Regions from separate parts of the Hordeum vulgare genome. Here region 1 is linked to region 2. Evidence: chromatin contacts called from public Hi-C data. All regions are on one chromosome and are shown on one strand. Each heading gives the region's core, a stretch centred on a gene start, on an enhancer-like site or on the middle of the called end of the contact. The rest is flanking DNA. Distances are from core to core; before and after follow the strand shown. Region 1 holds the start of LOC123427147 (hydroxycinnamoyltransferase 1). Region 2 holds the start of LOC123427145 (ribosomal L1 domain-containing protein 1-like).

What was found. A called contact is a pair of places that touch in the nucleus more often than the background predicts.
Region 1: a Hi-C map of seedling shows a contact between it and region 2, with 4 times the contacts expected there. The contact joins the promoter of LOC123427147 here to the promoter of LOC123427145 in region 2. A contact is called at or near these places in 3 of 6 Hi-C or Micro-C datasets (leaf and seedling) and 1 of 1 datasets of contacts at active chromatin or transcription factors (embryo).

What each region holds. Positions count from the first base shown.
Region 1 is chr2H:546,693,156-546,698,654 of MorexV3_pseudomolecules_assembly, reverse strand. LOC123427147 (hydroxycinnamoyltransferase 1) reads right to left here and starts at 3,913. Exons shown (of 3, transcript XM_045111120.1): 1 at 3,782-3,913; 2 at 3,229-3,645; 3 at 1-13. The coding sequence starts at 3,645.
Region 2 is chr2H:546,317,662-546,323,003 of MorexV3_pseudomolecules_assembly, reverse strand. It overlaps LOC123427145 (ribosomal L1 domain-containing protein 1-like), which reads left to right and starts at 3,736. Exons shown (of 1, transcript XM_045111118.1): 1 at 3,736-4,808. The coding sequence starts at 3,748. The coding sequence ends at 4,467.

The sequences.
Region 1 (5,499 bases), core at 2,664-5,163, 380 kb before region 2:
TGAAGTAGGTCACCTGGAGTAAAATCAAAATCGAGGAGAATTAGCCTCTTGATATGTTTCACAACTTTCTTTATTAGAATGAGGTGAGCAGAATGCATATTCCAGCTGCAGCTTCTATCAATCAATAGATAGCTGAGGCAAGACGCTAAGACAAATATATGAAACAGGATACAAATGAATCAGAAAGCTGCTTCAACTATAGCCTACCGGAAGGATTGGCCTGAACATCTGAAATGAACTACATGGCATAATTTAGCTTTTAACATCCAGTAGGATATAATAGTTGTTTATCTGAACTAGCACGTTGACTTCAAAGAGTAAAACTTAAAAGTTCGACCCACTGTACTGCCTCGGTTTAGGTGGCAAATAGTAAATCACTGTACAGATAACGTGAGCTTGCCCACTATATGATCAGCTACCCAATGAGGTTATCAACATCGAAACAATTGCATCTTCCCCGCAAAAGAGAAAAGGAAACAATTGCATCTGAGAACCAACGCAACTCCTAATGTCTAAACTACGCAATACTATCAGGTATAAGAACATGGTATAGCGTGTGTGGAAAAGCAATAGGCTCATGCCAATCTTCAGATACGGTAATTGTAAAGTTCCAACTAGGCACCCGTTGTGTAACTATAAATCGCTCTACAGGTTGCTTCCTTGTGCATGAGTAGAGGATCTGCTATATTACAGCTTCAAGTTTTAGCAGTATATTCTTCCTCCATCTCATCAACATAGTAGTAGAAAACTTGTGAATAACTTCCTTCTATACATAACATGGGCATCATATCTATGAGAAGATGCATATGATCACAAAATTATTATTCAAGTTCCAAACGAGTTACTAACAAAGAACTACAAGATTGTAGATTCAGTGGGACAAATTGTAACACCCCAGCCAATCCTGGGCCCGCAGAAGTTACTTCTGATCTGGCTACTCTTCATAAGCTCACAGATGCACCTCGTTGATCTGGGTGGTACTATCAACCCTTTTAAGATAGGATGCAATCAAGTAAGAATCAGCAGCCCCTTTTCATATGAAGTTGGAAGTGGGCAAACTAACAACACCAACCGTAAGTACTTGGTGTTGGTGCAGCTTTGATATTAGCTCAACAATAAAACTGAGGCTATGTGGGGGCAAGGTTTACGAGTTGACGAGTCGTTCCGAGGTTAAGACTCATAGACTAATCATGACTACTCGTAACAAGTCGACACTGAAGTTGTGACTCATAGACTAGTCAACACTGAAGTGTAGTCGGCCCTGGAATTGCGACTCAGAGACTAGTCTACCGATTAGTCTTGACTAGTCCTTCAACCCGTAATCCATGATGTGGGGTAGCTTTCTCCATAAATTTGGTGATTAAAACCATATACACGTAATTAATTATTGTTTCGCATATAACAGTCTAAAACTAGGAAATGGTTCAGCTTTGATTAAAGAGAACTGTTGCAGTTTAGTTTACTCAAGAAGTCAAGATGATATTTATCCTCTGTAGTATACTTATTGGTTAGTTATATACATTTGTTACTCTTTCTTTTGAGATGGAAAATCCTCTAGTTCATCTGTTCTCAGTTCCCAATTCTTTAAAAGCCTGCTTTAAAGAGATCCCCAGTTAGATTACCTCAATTCATAACTAGAATTTTTGTTGTATAAGCCTTGCTTTTGCATAAACAACATGATAAACATCAAGTTGGCGTACATGCAGCGATGCTAAAAGTCAACCTGACACCTAATTATTTATGCATATATAATTTCAAAATTTTGGAAGAAACTGGATATGTAAATAGTGGTAGGTTATTATAAATAAAATAGAGGTTATCACATGGAACATGCTTCAGTTAGGTACTCATGCACCGACAAGTTGTGTGCACCCAAAGCAATAATATTCTGTATGTTGCCAACAAGCAAGTGAATAAAGAAATTGCAAGCTCAGCACAAACTAGGATTCAGTAACATGGCCAGTTGTGGTTCAGCTTTGTGTTCTGTACTGTAGCATGTGAAGAATTCAGTTACAAAGAATATCACTAGCCTGTTCAACAATTATTACGAATTTTTTTGACAGCTAATTATTAGGATATTTACTTCTAAAGATAAAGGGTTAGTGGCTCATAACTCTCAAGTTGGCTCACCGTTGTTCCATAGGATCTGAAAGTCAATGGTTGCTACTATCACTTTCAGTGCGCACTACTAAGTCCTTCTGCACAATCAAATTTGAGATAATGGTGGTGCTAAACCTAGCCAATCCCAGCCTATTATTCTGGCATGAAATGGCAGGTGACAAAGATCACTAGAAGGTGGGCCCATGACCTGAATTGCGCCTCCAATCTCCATCAAAGGAATGACTCAGAAGGTTCAACAAGCCAGAGGGTCCAGTTCTCAAACAGGACGGTCCAACCCTAACATTTGGGCATGTCAATATCACCTTCAATAAGTCTATTCTGTCTAGTGTCTATATCTGGGGCAGATGGTTAACAGTTGGAAACTTAAAGAGTTTGACCCGTCAACCCCGAATGAGTCATAAGGCCCTACTAGTATCCAATACTAATACAGACACAAAATAAGCCAAACTCACAATATGCATTGCATAACTTTAGCAGCATGCCAATTACTCCCTCCGTCCGGAAATACTTGTCCCAGAGATGAATGTATCTAGACTTATTTTAATTATAGATACATCCATTATATTCATTTCTAGGACAAGTATTTCCCGACGGAGGGAGTACTTCTGATACAAAAGAGGAGGTCTACCGATAATTTCTTGAGTTGGCAGGACTTTGTTTTCATGAAATGTATAAGGTCACTTGCCTGACAAATCAGTTTGTTGGCAGTAGAATTTATCTAGTGAATGTGAACACCCACTCACAATAGAACAAAAACTGGCGGGATGCAAGCTGCAACTACAGAGTCGTACATATACAGTTAATAAAGGCCAAGCTAGAACAGAATAAGGTGGTCCGCTTTCGTGCTTCCCACAACGAACAGGGGACCAAATTAACACATCCTAGAACAGGGTAAGGTTGACCGCTTCTAAGCTCCCCACAACGAAGAGCTGACGATCAATTCAACACATCCAAACAAGGGTCAAAAGTATGAGGTGTCCAAATCCAATCAGGAAGCAGAGGCTATGGTCCGCTAAAATTGGAGCCACACACTGGTCCCTTCCGTTCTCATCCCGGGTCTAATTGTAGCCGGTAGTAGTACTAGTACGAGATAGAAATTGAGGTCACCTGAAGCACGAGGAGCGGGAAGGAGGATATGTCGTCGGTGTAGTCCACGGGCGGGATGAGGCGCTTGAGGTCCATGGTGGGCGCGAAGTCGCCGTAGTCGTCGACGGTGGCGGTGGGCGCGTCGGCCTCGACGAAGAGCACCCCTTCCCCGCTGCAGTCGATCTCGACCCTGCCGTCCTCGTCGCGCGCGAGGCGGCCGGCCATCGGGTAGAAGGGCACGAGCGCGTCGGCCAGCGCGAGGCGCATCCGGTCGGCGTCGAAGAAGCCGTCGGCGCCCGCCTCGGGGCGGCGGTAGAAGTAGACGCTGGGCGTGTGGAAGCGCGGGACCACGAGGTCGAGGTTGGAGTTCCAGAGCCGCTCCCGCGGCCTCTCCACCGCCGGGCGCACCATCGTCGACCGCCTCACCGTGATCGCCATCTGCCGCCGCATTCCGGGGAACAAGCAAACAGCCCGTGAGCGAAACGGAAGGGGGGAAACGGAACAGGCAGACAAAAAGCACGCGCGCGCGCGCCGGGGGGGGGGGGGGGGGGGGGGGGACGGAGCGGATACTGACCTTGGAAGACGGAAGGACGGAGGGCGGATCAGATCTGCGGCGGCGGCGTCGGCAAAGGCGACGGGACGGTTGGATGGTAGTAGCAGCAGCTCTTGGTGGAGAGCAGCTGGTGGGCGAGTTGGGGGTGGAGCGGCTTATATAGGCCCCGTGCGGGCGGCTGGGCTGTGCTGTGCTGTGCTGTGTTGCGGCGATGGGTGGAGAGTTGGTGGGATGGGGACGGGGACGGGGACGGAGGGGGAGGGAGGAGAGGCAGCAGGCAGGCAGGCAGGCGGGGTGGGATTGTTTGGCAGATGGACACGGCTCACCGCCCCGCCTGACACTAGGCGCGCTCTCCGCGTAGCGCGGGAGGGGGCGGTGCGGCGGAGCGGAGGGCCGGCCAGACAGACATACGGGGCATGTTTGACTGTCGCCACGCACACGCAGGTCGGGGTGAATGAATCATGGATGGATGAAATGGTTAAAAACGGCGCCTCCCAAATGGGTATGGACATGATTGGCTGCTTCACACACGCCACCGCTCCGTCTCCGCGGCGCAACTCACGCAACCGTGGCAAACCGTACTTAGAGCAAGAATTTTGTCCGTATTTTATCTATTTGGATCGAATATTTATGTTCGTTTTTTTAAAATAGATCAACACATCCACGCTGTCATGGCCAATTTTTAAGACGGCGCATAAAAAAGCAGCATTACTATTTAAAAATAAAACCGTTAATTGAACATTAATATCGGCCTTAACGGCCAGCGATAGTCCACGAATTCATAATACATTAATTAAAAACATTAAATTAAATAAAAAAAAACTAGAGACAGGTTGCTTTAGGCGTCCTTCTTGTCGTTATCACCGTGATCGATGAGGTCGACGAAGGCCAGCCCAGGAAAACGTCGTCTCACAGGCAACGAGTCGCCCGTCGGTGGCTACGACGTCGCCCGTCGGTGGTTGCACCGTCGCTAGCTGGGCTCTGGTGCGGCGCTCCTTCTCCTCCGCCTCGGCTTGGGCACCAACTCCTCGAGTCGTCGACCCTCAAGGCCCTCCTCCGTCAGTCGTGGTTGTCACCAGTGCTCCAAGTAAAGCCGCTCCTGCGCCGGCGTCACCCCTAACCAGATGGTGGCGCGTTGACCCACTCACGTACTACACCGTCCCACAGTACGTCTACCCTAGGGTGAGCACCGGCTCGGGCTTGGCTGGAGATGGCAGGGCCAGCAGCGGCACAACACACTCATCGACAGTGTAGAGTGCCACGGCCTCCGCGAGGCGCGTCGTGTAAGCCGCCTCCTCATCTTCCTCCTTGCGTCGCTTTTCCTCCTCGCTCTCACGAAAGGCAACTGCCAGCGCCTACCGGTAGGTGGCCTCCGCCTCCTGGTCCTCGTCACGCACGACGAGGGGCGGTGGGGCGCCAGCCCAGACCTCACAGACGTCGCGCATGTGATGCTCCTCATGCTCAAGCGCAAACCAGACCTCCTAATTAGGAGAGTGTGCTGCGTAGGCGGGGTTAAACTTCCGCTCAGGTGTCAGCTGCTGCCGCCGGCACCTCACCTCCTTTGCGTACGCCCGCGTCGACGATGACACACGGGCACTGGGATCCTCTCTGGACCCAAGTGTCAGTCATGTGGCAGCACGACGTTGAAGACGGCTCTAGGCGGACACGACCTCTCACTACATTCATCATTGAAGCGACCCGTCGACCGAGGACGCCGCCCGCTGCACGTCCAACTGAAC
Region 2 (5,342 bases), core at 2,487-4,986:
TTCAGGTAAGAGATAACCGAGGCACGGGGAGACGATGATGTATCCCGAAGTTCACACCCTTGCGAATGCTAATCTCCGTTGGAGCGGTGTGGAGGCACAATGCTCCCCAAGATGCCACTAAGGCCACCGTAATCTCCTCACGCCCTCGCACAATGCAAGATGCCGTGATTCCACTAAGGGACCCTTGAGGGCGGTCACCGAACCCGTACAAATGGCAAACCTTGGGGGCGGTCACCGAACCCGTACACGTGGCAACCATTGGGGGCGGTTACCGGTACCCGTACAAATTGCTGGGGGCAATCTCCACAACCTAATTGGAGACCCCGACGCTTGCCCGGAGCTTCACACCACAATGATTGAGCTCCGAGACACCACCAAGCTTCTAGGACGCCAAAGCATCCACGAAGAACAATATCTAGGGTACTAAGTACCAAAGGTAGTACGCTTCTCAACTCCTCACTTCCACGAATCACCGTGGAGAACTCAAACCGATGCAACTCATGCAATGGCAAGAACACACGAAGTGGTCAAGTCGCTCACACTCAAATCCCTCCACAATAACGAAAGCTATGGACAAATATGAGAGGAAGAACAAGGAGCTCACAAAGAACTCCAAGATCTAGATCCAAGGGGTTCCCCTCACATAGAGGAGAAAGTGATTGGTGGAGATGTGGATCTAGATATCCTCTCTCTTTTCCATCAAGAACAAGCAAGAATCATTGGAGGGATTGAGAGTTAGCAAGCTCTAAGAATGTCAACAATGGAGGTAGAACAAGAGCTCAACGGATAGATCAGACCAAGGGGGAAGAAAACCCCCTTTATATAGTGGGAGAAGGAATCAAGCCGTTACCCCCACTTACAGCCCGAGCTCAGCGGTACTACCGCTGGCTGCAGCGGTACTACCGCTGAGCCCATGGTAGCACAAAGATACTACCGGGCCAACCACCGCCAAGAAAGTCTTCGCAAAAATGTCCGACACAGTACAACCGCAAAGATGACGGTACTAAAATCTTGGAGCGGTACTACCGCTGACCAGGGGCGGTACTACCGCCAGCTCTAGCGGTACTACCGCTAGGGCCAGCGGTACTACCGCCACCTCTAGCGGTACTACCGCTAGGTCCAGCGGTACTATCGCTCGCCACTGAAACAGCCATAACTTTCGCATACGAGCTCCGAATCAAGCAAACCCAAGCTTGTTGGATTCAGGACAACAAGAGCTATCCAAACAACGACATGCATATATGAAATCTTAAGACCATGCAGATATGAAAATGCCAATGATATAGAGATGTGAGTCCTCTATGAATGAAGAACCGGCAAAAACTCCAACATCGAAAACATCATAGTAGATGCATATGGACTCCGTTTTCGATGAACTTGAGCTTGTCACGAAGATGACCATAAGCTCTAAAACTCACAAAGAGAAACACCAAACAAGAACCAAGAAGTATGATGCAAGGATGCAAATGGTTTGAGCTCTCAACGAACGATACGATCAAGCTACTCACTGGAGAGCCCCCTTGATAGTACATCAAACTATCCTAAATAGAAAACCTATCATGGGAAAACCTATACCTTGCACCTCGTCCTCTTGAGCTAGATGATGATGATCTTGGCTTCCTCAAGATGGACCACCTTTCTTGATTGCCTTGGCTTGATGAAGACTAGTTGATTGCTCCCCCATACTTACTATGGGTGAGCCACTCTTCAGCATATCTTCACAAGTCCATTGCCACCACAATGGACGTCAAGCTTCAAGCACGATATATTCGTGCTGATCCTCTTGAACTTGCACACCGCAATCTTGATGACGATCACCACTTGACGTCATCCTTCATGGGTTGTATGAGATATTCCTCTAGACGCAAGCCCATGGAAACACACCTAACCCCCACATAGAACTCTCACAAAGACCATGGGTTAGTACACAAATACGTACTGGACACTGCTTACCATACCATGGGATCACTTGATCCCTCTCGGTACATCTTGTACGCTTTGTGTGTTGATCATTTTGATTTACTCTTTGTCTGACGATCTTGATCAACCTTGTGTCTCTATGACCATTCTTTGGATAATACCTTGAATACCACCTTGGTGATGGACTTCAAGAAGTGCCTATGGACAAATCCTATAAATATAACTTAAGGCAACCATTAGTCCATAGGAATTGTCATCAATTACCAAAACCACATATGGAGATATATGCTCTAACACCAACGCTTTTCCCCAAGAATGCTCGTTGACAGAGTCTGAGCTGCCTGGTCGCGACGCGTGTGACTGACTGTTTGGCATCGGTCAACGCAAGCCTCGATGCTTCTTCGCGATGAGGGCTTTTTCAATGGTCGTCGATGGTAGAATCGTAGCCGCCTACGTGGATGCATGATGACGATGATGCTAGGTGGTAACCTTGACGACGCTTTTCTCTTAAACAGTATGTGTGCGTTCTTGTGTCGGTTGCCACGTGTCATGTGTGTCTTGTTTTTCGGACATGATATAACGGTTTTCGTTCGGTTTTTCGTTAACTAACCAAACAATTCACTTTGGTCTTTTTTAATGAACCGGGATGTGTTTAGAAAAAGAGACAAATTCGTACTTGACCTTGAAATGGAGTTAATTGCATAAAAGCATCACAACTGGGGTAGTACGTGAAGGTTAGTACCAAGATTGGTAATTTTTACATGTCAATATCAACTTTGGGACGGGTCGTTGCAAATCGAGCTAAACAACGTATAAATTGTTGCCCAAGTTTTTTTACAAACTATCTCTAAAAAAAGGTTCTTTTTACAAACGGTGAATATATTTTTAATAAAATAAAATTTTGGTAATATACGGTGAACATATTTCGAATGCAAATTGACAATTTTTGTAACATATGTTGAAAAATTCTCTTACGATTTGATGAAGATTTTACATAATGCACGGCGAACTTTTTGTAATTTATGGTAAACATTTTCTCCATACATTTTTTTACAATGTGTATCTCGAAAAATGTTCTGCAAAATGTAGATATAATGAATGAATATTTTTAAGAGTTTATTACACAGTGGTATCAATAATAATATGTAATTTTCTAAAGATATGATGAACATTTTAGATATTATTGTGTAAAATAATTTTATATTTCAAGAAACATCTATATTTTCTGTGTAAAAGTTTAACAGTTATAATGCATTTCTAAAGTTTATTATGTTTACACAAATATTTTTAATACATGCCATCAACTTTTTAAGCAACTGTGCGTTTAAAATAATACAATCAATATACGAGTAACTCAATAAAAAAATGTTGAGCATATGCCTTTTTAATTTTTTTCTTTGAATAATACAAGAAAGATATACAATATTTGTATGAATTTCTGCAGCCACGCAACATATAATTTTCGTATTTGCTAATAGTTACGTATTTTATAATTACATACAATAGTTTTAATAATAACTTAGCGCGTGCAGCCTCCTTAGGCCCTACCAGCTAGTCCAGGAAAACACGAAACGAAAAAAAAAATAAACCTCCTTCGGCCCAACACGAAACGAAATACATCCTTGCGTGGTGTTTTTCAATTCACTCCGCCGAAACGAACCCACCTACCGTCACCTTGGTTGCAGAGGCCGAGCCGAACCGCCGGCTCTTTCTGGTCCGACCCAACAAACATCGGCGCAACCGAACCCAACCCCGCGAGCAAACATAAAACCCTAGCTTCAACTCTTTGTCACATCCCAAATTCCCAAACTCCCGCCGCCGCCAGCGATGATGGCTTCCGCCCCCGCGCCCAACCCCCGCCTCGGCCGCGAGGCCGTGGTCCGCGCGGTGGGCGCGCTCCTCCGGTGGCTCAAGCACCACCCCTCCCCGGCGCCGGAGCCCATCTACCTCCTCGTCACCTTGAAGAGCGCCCCCGTCCGCCGGTTCGAGCACCATCTCCGCCTCCCGCTCTCCCCGTTCCCCTCCATCTTACTCGTCGCCGACCGCCTCCCGGACGACCTCCCGGACGACATCGAGACGCTCCCCTCCTCTGCGCTCCGCTCCCTCCCCGCCGTCGCGCGCCGCGGTCTGGTCCTCGTTGACAGCCGGCTCAAGATCCCGAGCAGCGGCAAGGGCGCCAAGGGCCGCGGGAGGGTCGTCCCCGTCGACCTCGCCGACCCGGCGTGGGCCGAGTTCGCGAGGGAGGCGGCGCGCCGCGTCGAGCTGCGGGTGGAGGCCGGCACGTGCCGCGCCGTGCGGGTGGGGCACGCGGCGATGGCGCCGGCCGAGGCGGTGAAGAACGTGGTGGCCGCGGTGGAGGCGGCTGCCGCCTGCGTGCCCAGGAAGTGGAGGAACGTGCGGGCTCTGCACCTGAAGGCACCCGAGTCGATCGCGCTGCCTCTCTACCCGGCGCCAGGCACCGGCGGCAATGACGATTCGAAGGATGCGAAGCTTGAGGGCGCTATTGCGGTGCAGCAGGGGAGGGTAAAGAGGAGAAGGAAAGAGTAGTGGCGTCCGTTCTGTGTATTTGCATCGCATCACATCGCATCGGTGCCCAGTCTGATCCTTCAGTCCATCAGTTATATGGCACTAGTCGTTCAGTCTGATCTGTGATCGGAAATGAACAATTTTGATGAGTGGTAATATGCAGTGTGTTTTTATGTGTCTTTCTCGATTTCAATGGGAATCTGGTGCTGGATGCAGCTGCCTGGAATAAATAGTTTGGGGATAAATGTTTTGGAATTGATACTGATGCTTGGCCAGGCATTCATTCATCAGGCAGTAGCCACCAGAGGCTAACATTGCACTGATTGGTGTATTGAGCTACAGTTCGTGTGTGTTTATGTTTTTGTTCTCTGTTCAGTTAGTGTGTGTGTTTTATGTTTATGTTTACGTTGTCATCGTATATGTGAAATCTGGCAACATATGATTTCTAGCACTTATCTATAGTCAAACTATCTTCCCTTGTGCTTCATTGGAAAATCTGATAACCTAAGGCTATTGTCAAGCACACAGGAGCAGGAGAGGTGTGCTAGCAGTAGGCGCTAATGATGAGGTGATGAGCGAACTAGGGAATAGGGATAGCGATCAGGATTATGGAAGATGCAGATTGTGGGTGAAGATAGGAAGATGAAGATCGATACCAAAGAAAGGAGATCGAGATCTATCTGTAGGCTTTTTTTGAGAAACTGATCGATGGATCTCATCGTGCACACACGCACACGATCTGATCTTTCACCCGCAGGTTTGTTGTACGCTATAAGGAGTAGAATTTAGTATTTCTGACCAGGCCCAATTCGTATCCTGTGCACCGGTTGAACTGGCGCACCGAATGCACCAGGAGATTCTGGGCCGTTGGATGCAGAATAGATGGAACAGAATTA